Regions from separate parts of the Mus musculus genome. Here region 1 is linked to region 2. The links are chromatin contacts, called in public HiChIP or PLAC-seq maps. All regions are on one chromosome and are shown on one strand. The core of a region is the stretch at or near the end of the contact, and the rest is flanking DNA. Distances in the headings are between cores, read along the strand shown. Region 1 has its middle 10 kb from the start of Tulp1. Region 2 overlaps Anks1 (ankyrin repeat and SAM domain containing 1).

Region 1 (5,047 bases), core at 1,635-4,134, 350 kb before region 2:
AACCCCAGACTGGGGAGGTGGAAACAGGGTCAGAGGTCACAGTCTTCCTTAGCTATAAAGAGTGGGTTTGAGGTGCTGGTGAGATGGCTCAGTGGGTAAGAGCACCCGACTGCTCTTCCGAAGGTCCGGAGTTCAAATCCCAGCAACCACATGGTGGCTCACAACCATCTGTAACAAGATCTGACTTCCTCTTCTGGAGTGTCTGAAGACAGCTACAGTGTACTTACATATAATAAAAATAAATAAATCTTTAAAAAAAAAAAAAGAGTGGGTTTGAGACCAGCCTGAGCTACAGGAGACCCTGTCCTAAACACTAAAATGAAACAAAGATTAACACATAATTTCACTAATCTAATCATTCAAGACAGACAATTAAGACCCCGTGTTTGAGGGGGCAGATGGGAGTCAGGTTTCAGGGTCGCTTTGAAGGGGAGAAGAGAGACTCTCATAATGTGTCCCTCGATGCCTGTGTGTGAACTTGCTGGTTGGTTTTTGTGTGCCCTTTTGCTTGCATGCTACACATTACAAGAGTTTAAAGAAAAAATAGTCTTGGGCTGGAGAGATGGCTCAGCAGTTAAGAACACTGACTGCTCTTCCAGAGGTCCTGAGTTCAAATCCCAACAACCACATGGTGGCTCACAACCATCTGTAATGAGATCTGATACCCTCTTCTGGTGTGTCTGAAGACAGCTATAGTGTATTTACATATGATAAATAAATCTTTGAAAAGAAAAAAAAAAGGAAAGGAAAGATAGTCTTGGGCCAGCGAGAAGGCTCGGCAGGTAAAGGGGCTTGCCACTAAGCCCGATGCCCTGAGTTCAAATCCTGAGACCCATGTGGTAGAGGGGGAGAACAAGCTGTGCCTGGCGTGCATACATGGTGCACGGGCTCTCAGGACACACACACACATACATGCACAGCTAGGTAAATATCATTGTTTTGTAAAGGTCTTCAATGTGATTCCAATCAAGTCTACTGCAGTAATGCTCAGGTCTGCTATCGATGACAGAAAGCAGCTGACTCATGAATCTCAATTCCTGACTCACCTATCTGAACGTTCCAGAGTTTTGTAGAAGAAGTTGTGTATTTGTCTATTTTTAAAAAGATTTATTTATTTTGTGTATGTGAGTCCACTGTTGCTGTCTTCAGACACACTATAGGAGGGCACTGGATTCCATTACAGATGGCTGTGAGCCACCATGTGGTTGTTGGGGATTAAACTCAGGACCTCTGGAAGAGCAGTCAGTGCCCTTAACTGCTGAGCCATCTCTCCTGCCGTATTTGTCTATTTTTATTAGTATAATAAATTGTCCAAAGCTGGGTAACCTGATAAAAAGGTTTTATTTGGCTCAATTTTATAGGCTGAAGATCTAACAGGAAGCAGCCTGTCGGTTTAATCTTCGGTGGGGACTCCTAGTGGATGTCTGTAGTGAGAATTTGGGTTTCTTTGAAAACCCAGGAATATTAGAAGAATATGTTCTTGTTGTAGTCTCGGGTATCGGGATCTGGGGCTGTGTCAGACTGTTCTCAGCAGCTGATTCTGATTATGCCTCGTGCTCCAGCAAGGGCGTGATTCTGCCAGCTGCGGACAGTTCCCGAAAACGTGACATTTGGAATTCTGGAAGACTCTTCAGAGGGTAGATAAATGCTAGGGTCCCCAAGAATGACCTGTTGGTCACGATTTGTTAAGTAGTTGTGGGCAAAGAAGAAACAAGGAGAAGAAATGAAGATCAAACTTGCGCCCAAACAACTTGACGTCCCAAATCAGCAGGAAGTGTCTAACGATAAAAGATAACATTGCCACCTTTCCCCTGTCTTTTTTTGTTTGTTTGTTTGTTTGTTTGTTTTGTTTTGTTTTGTTTTGTTTTCGAGACAGGGTTTCTTTGTATAGCCCAGGCTGTCCTGGAACTCACTTTGTAGACCAGGCTGGCCTCGAACTCAGAAATCTTATTTTTTTTCCTTATCTAGTGTTAGGGGGCTTAAGGGGTGGAGAAAGGTGGAAGGAAGAAAAACCCACAAAGCACCCATGTCCAGCTACAGATGTCATCTTGTGGAAAAAAGAAACGGAGTCAGCCAATTTCCGGCCAGACAAGCTGGTTCCCGTGATCCCATCTCCTCAAAATGCTCACCCTGAGACCCACCCCTCCAGCCTGTGAGCCGACCGACCGCTCCCAGCATTCCCTAGAGCAGGAGACCCACGCCTCCTCCTCCAGAGCCTAGGGAATGGTCCTCAAGAACTTCCTGCTCTGTCAGAGTCCCTGCTTATCTCTGACCGAGGACTGAGTCCTAGTGAGTCAGCACCCATGGGTCCTGGTCTGGAGGCAGATAGAGGTGCTTGAGCAGGAAGCGCCACTGGGCAGGATGTCTGAAGCAGGTCAGAGAGAAGGTGTGGCTGGGGACAGCGCAAGGTGGATGGGAAGAGGTGCCATTCAGAAGGATGGAGGGCGGATTGTGATTGCAGGGGCGGGGCAGTTTCGAGTGATGACAGGATCAGGGCGTGGCTGCGCCATCAGTGCGGTGGTGGAGGTATGAGAGCCACGCGCCAAAACTTCAGTAAGAAGGGAAGCCTGAGGATACCGGGGCCAGCTGACGTAGCTCAGTAGTGTCTGACTCAAGCAGCCAGTTCACCGACCTCGGGTCATTAAAGCCAGTTCAGGGCTTGGGGCTGACTCGGTGGGTAAGAGGGCTTGCTGCTCAAACATGAGGACCTGAGTTCGGATCCTAGCGCCTACTTAGAAGCTGGGCATGGCTGCTTGCTCCTGTAACCCCAGCAGAGGGAAGCATTAATGTTGTTTTAATGTTAGATTAAAATGGCCGTGTAGGGAGCCCCGCCTGAGGCGGTGACCAGATTGTATGATTGATCTCCCTGCCTATGGGCGGCACCTTCCTGAGTGTTGGAGCACTGTCAGGGTGGCGGAGAAGAGCGCCTTGTCCTGGAGTTCTTGGCCTCCATCTTGCCACAGAGTTAATTTGCCTGTGATTGAAGCACAACTGGCCTGTCCCTGCTTTCATCATAGCCCAGGGACAAGCAGCTCTCCAAGATCCTTGCTGGCATCCTGTGCCAGGCTGGGACAGCTGAGGCACCACCCAGTGGACCAAGCAACTACCAGGTTCCCAACGTTGTCTCAGGTGTGCTCCTGCCATTGTTACTGGTTTAAAGCTGACTTTTATTATTATTATTATTAGATATTTTCTTTATTTACATTTCAAATGTTATCCCCTTTCTTCTTTTCCCCTCTGAGAACCCCCTATCCCATCCCCCCTTGCCCTGCTCACCAACCCACCCACTCCCACTTCCCTGTCCTTACACTCACGCATACTCTTGCATTCAACACACAAGCACACGCACGCACACACCCACCCACCGTTGGTTCCTCTAGGAAACCCTGACTAGCGCAGAGAGGCAGAGACAGGATCCCAAGTTTGTGGGCCAATCAGTTTAGCCAATCAGTGACTGAGTTCAGAGAGAGACCCGGGTGAGAGCCGGGGAGTAAGCCACCGAAGCTGAGCTGCTGAGCTGCGCCCGCCCTCCGCACAGGTGCTTGTGGAGGCTCCCTTTCCCTCCGCATGCGCACCAGGCTGTATTTACCCAGACATCCCGACAGACAAGGACCCCCCCCCCACACACACACACACACACACTCCGTTTGGTGACCACACATGCGCTGATGTCTCTCACAACTTCAGGGCTGCCTCTGCCTCAGAGGGCTTAGTTAGGACCTTGGACATGACACTTTTCTGGTTAAAAATAGGGACCCCGTTTGCAGAGAGATCAAAAGCCAGTGACTGACCCAGTTCCAGTAATGTGGTTTTTTTTTGTTTTGTTTTGTTTTTGTTTTTTTAAGAACCTGGTGTGCCTTTTCTCACGCGGCAGGTTTAGGACTATCCTGCCCAAAGGCCCCTCAACCCTTCTGTGACCTCAAAGGTTAGGCGTCCCACAAAGTGCCTGGGTCACTTCATTGACTGACAACGTCTAGATGTCTTCACTCCCTAAAGATGGATTCCAGGAAAGGAAGGATGGAGAGAGGGGAGGAGGGGGAGGAGGCAGGAGAAGAAGGGTTCAGGGAGGAGGAAGGTAGAGGTAGATAATGGAGGAGGAGGAGGAGGAGGAGGAGGGGGGTGAGGGTGGAGAAGGAGATATAAGTCCCGCACCTGCCTCTTGAGCAGTGCCGCCCCCGTGGGTGGGCTCTGCCGCCACCTCGTGGTGAGGTTGAGTCTGTGCACCCTCATCGGGTCATCCCTAGTCAAGGCCTGTCCCAGAAACCTAGTAGGTTCAGTGGTTCTCAACGTGTGCCATTGCTTACCCGAACAAACGCACAAAGATTTACATTACAATCCACAAAAGTAGCAAAATTACGAAAATAATTGGGGTTATTTTCTGTTGTTGCTTTCTGAGACAGGGTTTCTCTGTGTAGTCCTGGTTGTCCTGGAACTCATTTTGTAAATCAGGCTGGCCTCAAACTCACAGAGATCTGCCTGCCTCTGACTCCCGTGTGCTGGGCTTAAAGGCGTGCGCCACCACCTCGAAAATGATTTTATGGTTGGGGGTCCCCACAACATGAGGCACTATTGGGAACTACTACTTTGGGTTCAGTGGTCTCCTGGGTTCCAGATGCTGGAGGCTGCCCCACTGGAGTCCACAGGAGACCCAGCCTGAGTGTTCCTACCTCTTTTTACAGGAACAGGGAGAGACTGAGACTATCCTGTTCTGTAACTCAGGTTGACCTGAACTCAACAGAAGTCTTCCTGCCTCAGCTGCCAGGATTACAAGTGTGGGGCCCTGACCTTTTAAACAGGCATGTTGGAATGTGTGCTACTCTGTGTCTGGGCCTTACAGACAGCCCAGCTGTTAGCAGAGCTAAGGGTGAGCACTTGAGCCCTGGTAGCCTTAAACCAGCCTAAGCCATCTGCTCACAGCAGGCCGCAAAGCCTGGAGCTCAGGATTAGAGGCAGATATCTGTGGGTTCGAAGCCAGCCAGAGTTACAGTGGTGAGACACTGCCTCAAAAATAAAAAACACCTCAAAAATAAATAACTAGGCAGTTGTA
Region 2 (5,212 bases), core at 1,964-4,463:
GCTCAGATTGTTTCCCAAGTGGCTTAATTCTGGCTTTACAAACAAGTCCAACTGTAAGCGCCAGTCAATGGAGCATCCTGGCTGTGCCTAACATGATAAAGAAAGGCAGAGAACACAAAGTGAGCAGAGCCATGAGGAGAAACACCCAGGTTCCTCTCAAAGAGTGGACACAAACCTATCGTTAAAGTAACCTGAAGTTTATATTCCTTTAACAAAATGATTGCCTTCTTTAACAGGGTCTGTAATTAACCTAAGAGCCCTATGCAGGCTGCTGCACCAGAAGCTCCCGCTAAACACCGGGTATGTAGAAGAAAGCCCTGGGGAAGCCTGGCAGCCTCGTAAACAAGGCAGCAGTAACTTTGCAATCACCTCCACCGTCCAGGAGACCCGCCTCCCAAAGCACAATCCCTTCCCGTTGCTTTTTCTTAGGAAGTCTTCCCATTGCCTGCCGTCTTCTTCCTGGAAGATGCTGTCTGGACCTCGTCCCATGCAATTCCAGGGATTACAACCTTGGTTTGAGACAAACAGTGGGTCTGGCCTTCCTGACCTCCCCAGCAGAGCATGTGGGCATCGGCCGAGCCCAGGCTCTGCCCTGAGCCCAGAGGTCACCCAGGTCTTAGTTCCAGCCTCCATCCACACCCATGGCAGGTGGTGAGCCACAACTGTTCTAGTCGGCCCAACTTGGGCGTCCAGGCTAACTCAAGCCCCTTTCTGCATGTAGAGCCCTACCTATCCCGAAAGACTATGGGACAGGGAGCCTAAACAACCCAGGATCTCAAAGACGTTTCTGATGCTCAAGGACACCTAAAACTATCTATGAGAAAAAGGTTAAGCTAGGGGGCCGGAGAGATGGCTCAGAGGTTAAGAGCACTGACTGCTCTTCCAGAGGACCTGAGTTCAATTCCCAGCAACCACATGGTGGCTCATAACCATCTGTAATGAGATCAGATGCCCTCTTCTGGTGTGCCTGAAGACAGCTACAGTGTACTCATATATATAAAATATATAAATCTTAAAAAAACCAAAAGTTAAGCTAGGAGGTAGGAGCTAACTTGTGCCCAGTCTGACCTTTGACCCGCCAGGAATACAAGAACCCATAGGAATGACACCCTTATGTCCCCTGAAGGTAGGTCTGTCTCCACACATGAGACTTCTCAGCAACAGGGCAAAAGCAAGAAGTCTGGTTTTGGAAGATACGACGATGCTCCCCGATGATCTGTCCTGCCCACCTGTCTCCTACCACTGAGGGTCACAGGCTAGACCGGGCAAGCCTCTGATCCTCTGGAATCATCCCGTCCTCATTCTGTAATGCCTTTTAGGACTGGCCAGGTCTCCACTCTCCCCTGATGCAGTCAGAGCAAGGCTTCTGCAGTCAGAGCAAGGCTGGCCTTTTCAGCTTTCAGCTAGCCATGACTCACCTAAGCCTGATCCATGCATGGGAGCCAAGACCCGTCATGCAGGCAGCGAGATGAGATGCATGCAAGCTTATGTGCAGTACACACTCACTAGTCCTGCACCCAGGGTTACTGCAGGGACTTCTCGCAGCAGAGGTGGCCTGGCTGCACATGGGAAGGTCAAGCATAAGCGAGGCTTGGCCCCAGACACTCACTGGCCTCTGAAGATTTTCCTCCATGTCTCACTGCTGCTCCTGCTAGGACTGGACCCTGGGCGACTTGATACAGAATGGAAAGGTCGTGTATTAGCCTTTTGTGAGGTTAAACCTAACTGGGTCTTAGGCATGGTAATCTTAGGGGTTTCCTCTTTTCCTAAAGAGGAAAGGGGAGGAGACAAATAGTGGCTCACCCTGAGAGTACGAGTACGTGGCATCTACAACAACTGGGACCTTTCCTCTTGGGACTCAGGGAAAGAAAAGGAAAAAAAGAGAAGTCTTAGATTCCAAGAAGCACACCAGCACAGCGGGTCCTTCATGATTTCCCTGGCAGGAACCGATGTCCACCCCGCCACCCAAACGCCCTGCCCCTGTTCCTTACACCACCACCACTACCCTAAATAAAGTGATACGGGCTCTACCAATGTTTCTACAGAACACAGGGTTCCTAGGAGTACAGGAGCAAAATGTTTGTCTCCAGTGCTCCTGGGCTGCAGCTCAGGGTCAGAGGTCATTTGACTGGGGAGGGAATGGGAGGCCACAGGACAGAGGCCAGGAGAGCACATTCCTGTATGGGGAACACAGAAACCCAGATGCACTGGCCGCTCTGTGTGTGGGGAGCCACATGGGACAGCGGGGTAAGTTCCCCATTATCAAAGAAGCACGCAGACAAGCACATGAACAGAACCCTAGAAAGGCTCTGAGACCCCTGTGGGGCTCATGGTCACGGAGCTGCACGGTGGGAGCCATGGAAGGGCAGGAAAGATGCCTTGCCACCTAGCTAGTCTGACACCTTTGTGCAGGGAGTTCTTTAGGCTGCCTCACCTATCTGCTGCAAATGCTGGCCAGCCTCAGCAGCCCTGCCAAGCCCAGTGGTTCTCTAAGCATGGCTCAGTGCCAAGGCCGGGTCTCTGTGTGTCTAGGCTCTTCAGACAAGGAGTGGGTGCTTCCACCTCTGAGAGGCTGTCTGCCAGAGGAGCCAAGAAAGACCCGGCTTATTAACGCCGGAGTAAGACCCAGGACAGTAAGACCTTAGTACTCCTCCTAATTTTATAAGCACACGCTTCTGGTTACTCATTGGACTTCTGCCAATCTCGGTGTCTCCCACTCCTGTTACAATAATCAATAAAGACTCAGAAGGGGACTGCATGCTTCTTTCAGTCAGATGCGGCAAAACCACAGCCAGGTCTGTTGCTCCTTCCCGAGCTCTGGGCAACAGGAATGGAGGGAAGACTGGGGCAGGTGCCTGTTGGGTTAAACACAGACAAAGGATCCCAGAGAGGTCTGGCCCAGGGCCTAGTCTGGGTTTCCCAGCTCTGCTCTTAACTGCGGTGGCTTCTGAGACGCCCCTGTGCATGTCTGTGAGTGGGCTGTCAGGGTGTGTGTGTAGGCTGAAAGAGTTCCCTATACTCTGGGCTCAGGCTATTTGCACACATCATACTCTCAAATATGCTCCTAAAGGGGTGAAAATAAACAAGACAGCTCTAGTCAAAACTGTGACGCATGGAACTTCTAGACTCTCCCAGAAGTGGGAGCAATAGAGAATGGCTGGTGCAGGCTCCCTCCTACAGGGGCGGGGCAGGGGCCCTGTGAGTCTCTAGGTCAGTCAGTGCAGCAGACAGAAATCCAAAGGTAACTCAGAAATAACCGAGCCAGGCAGGACACTGCCTCAGCCTTGCTTCCTGCCTTCGCCAACTCTGCGCTCCCCCACTCTGTGAGGAGTGGCAGATATGAAGCTGTCCTTGGTGAAGGTGCCCTGGATAGTGTCCCTGTAACTCAGATGCTAGAGTCTGGCCTCTAAGGTGGAGAAAGTGTGTGGCACTGAGGTCGGCCTTTGCCAAGGGGATATGGTATCCACAGGCTGGGAGGAGAGCCCTTGAGAGGGGCTTCTCTAGGCTCCAAAACAGATGAAGAACACACCTGTCTCTAACACAGGGGCCTCCAGCCAGGGCCCAGTGTGCCCCAGCTCACCTGGGAGACAATGACCCTGTAGTCTGCCGAGACCCACCATGTCTCCAGTTAACTGGAGGAATGGAATGTTAGGAGTATGGGCTTTTCACGGCACAGGCTGGCTGAGGGAGACCTCTGGAGATCCAGCGCTTGGAGCAGGATGCTGCTATGGTGGGTTTGTATCCGCTATGCAATATTACCCCACAGCCAGAAACTAGGGAATGGTACCAAACACAGGACCACTTAGAACTATTTCTGTAACTTCCTGTGAATATACAACTATTCCAAAGTAAAACATTTAGACGAGGAAAATGTTGACTCGACTGTGCCTTTCTTTTTATAAAGAAAGGCCAACCGAGCCCAAACACTGGCGAGGTCAGACATAACAGAGCCTCAGTTCTCTCCTTCTGTGGCCCAGCTGCTCGAGTTGGAAGGAAGTCTCCATCTTCCTCAGCCTGGCAGGCACGCACAGTGCTGGGGTCCTGCCCCCATCCTGAGCCGGTCTCCTTTCCCTCCCAATCGGGTGGCATGACAACCATCGTTGTTGACACGGGTTTGGCCTGAGCTTAGGGGAAACAGACCTGGTGATGAGAATCTGCTGAAGTACCTGCTCTGCATCTACCTGAATGTCACCCAGGGCCTCTGACCCCACTGTCACTGTCACCCAGGGCCTCTCTCCCTTCATGGGTCCTGAGAAAAGGGACCTGTTGTCAGCTGTTTCCTCCACTCAATTCTGCGTCTTTACTCACAGAAGCCCATTCTCCCTGGCTGACTCTGAGGGCCCGTCTGTCCTCACAGCACACAGCCCCTCCTGCTCCCAGGCTACCTCAGCCCCTGTGCTGCCTGCAGCAAGCCTTCCTCTGCACAGAGCAGTGTCCATGCTCTGAAGACCCCAGGGGCGGCACACAGGACGGCAGAGGCCGCACGGGGAAGCAGGTCGCTGAGGGGTTCCCCATAGCCTCTCGCATTCAGCGCTGGCAACTGTAAGCCCTGTAGCTCCTGGGAGTGGCAGCCTTGAGTATCAGTGACCTGTCCTGCCTCCCAGCAGGGGAGCAGCTCACGCTGCAATCTTCAGCTCTAGCTGCACCTCAGAGTTTAAGAAGGTCTGTGCCCTGCAGCCCAGGATGTCCCTCTCCTCAGCTCCCACCAGCACCCACTGAAGTCACCTCCAAAGAGGCAGTTTGCACTTAATTTCTGCTTTGGGAGATCTCAACCCAAGACAGGTGCTCAGAGGAGAACTAGGACCAAATGCCACGTGCAGTCAGTATCATAAGGTGTGTATGAACCTCCCCAGCAGCAGGGCAGCCAGCAGACACCCAAAGCCTGGGCGAGGTGGGAGAAGGAGAGTTTACAAGGAGAATGTGACTTGCTTGGAACACTCGCTGCAGCCACATGTGTGAACTACTTTCGTTTGCCTCATTTGTTGTTGTTGCCTCATTGGCGCAAAACCAGCCACACACTTATAAACGTGTTAGCTAAAACTTGCATTGAACCTTCCTTGATTACCAGTGTTAAGGAAGCCCATGCTTGCATTCCAAGCATCTGAAACAGGCTCCTCACACACTGGGGAGCACGAGAACTTTCAGAGGGCTGGTCAGAGCCAGACTGCTGAGAAGCAGCAAGAGCACTTCCCATGGCGCCTCTGTAGGCTAC

What was found. HiChIP or PLAC-seq counts read pairs in DNA pulled down with a chosen protein or histone mark.
Region 1: an HNF4G HiChIP or PLAC-seq map of pancreatic cancer cells shows a contact between it and region 2. The contact joins two enhancer-like sites. A contact is called at or near these places in 1 of 484 Hi-C or Micro-C datasets (CD8 T cells) and 1 of 115 datasets of contacts at active chromatin or transcription factors (pancreatic cancer cells).

The regions. Positions count from the first base shown.
Region 1 is chr17:28,373,153-28,378,199 of GRCm38.p6, reverse strand. No RefSeq gene overlaps it. Among named protein-coding and RNA genes, the nearest start is that of Tulp1, 10 kb to the right of the region's middle. Within about 2 kb of position 2,884, at least 70 of the 459 cell types and tissues checked have an H3K27ac peak or open chromatin away from gene starts, as enhancers often do. A contact at or near this core is called in pancreatic cancer cells, where this site is marked.
Region 2 is chr17:28,023,597-28,028,808 of GRCm38.p6, reverse strand. The region is part of intron 12 of Anks1 (ankyrin repeat and SAM domain containing 1); the gene reads right to left. Among named protein-coding and RNA genes, the nearest start is that of Gm35290, 19 kb to the right of the region's middle. Within about 2 kb of position 3,213, at least 73 of the 459 cell types and tissues checked have an H3K27ac peak or open chromatin away from gene starts, as enhancers often do. A contact at or near this core is called in pancreatic cancer cells, where this site is marked.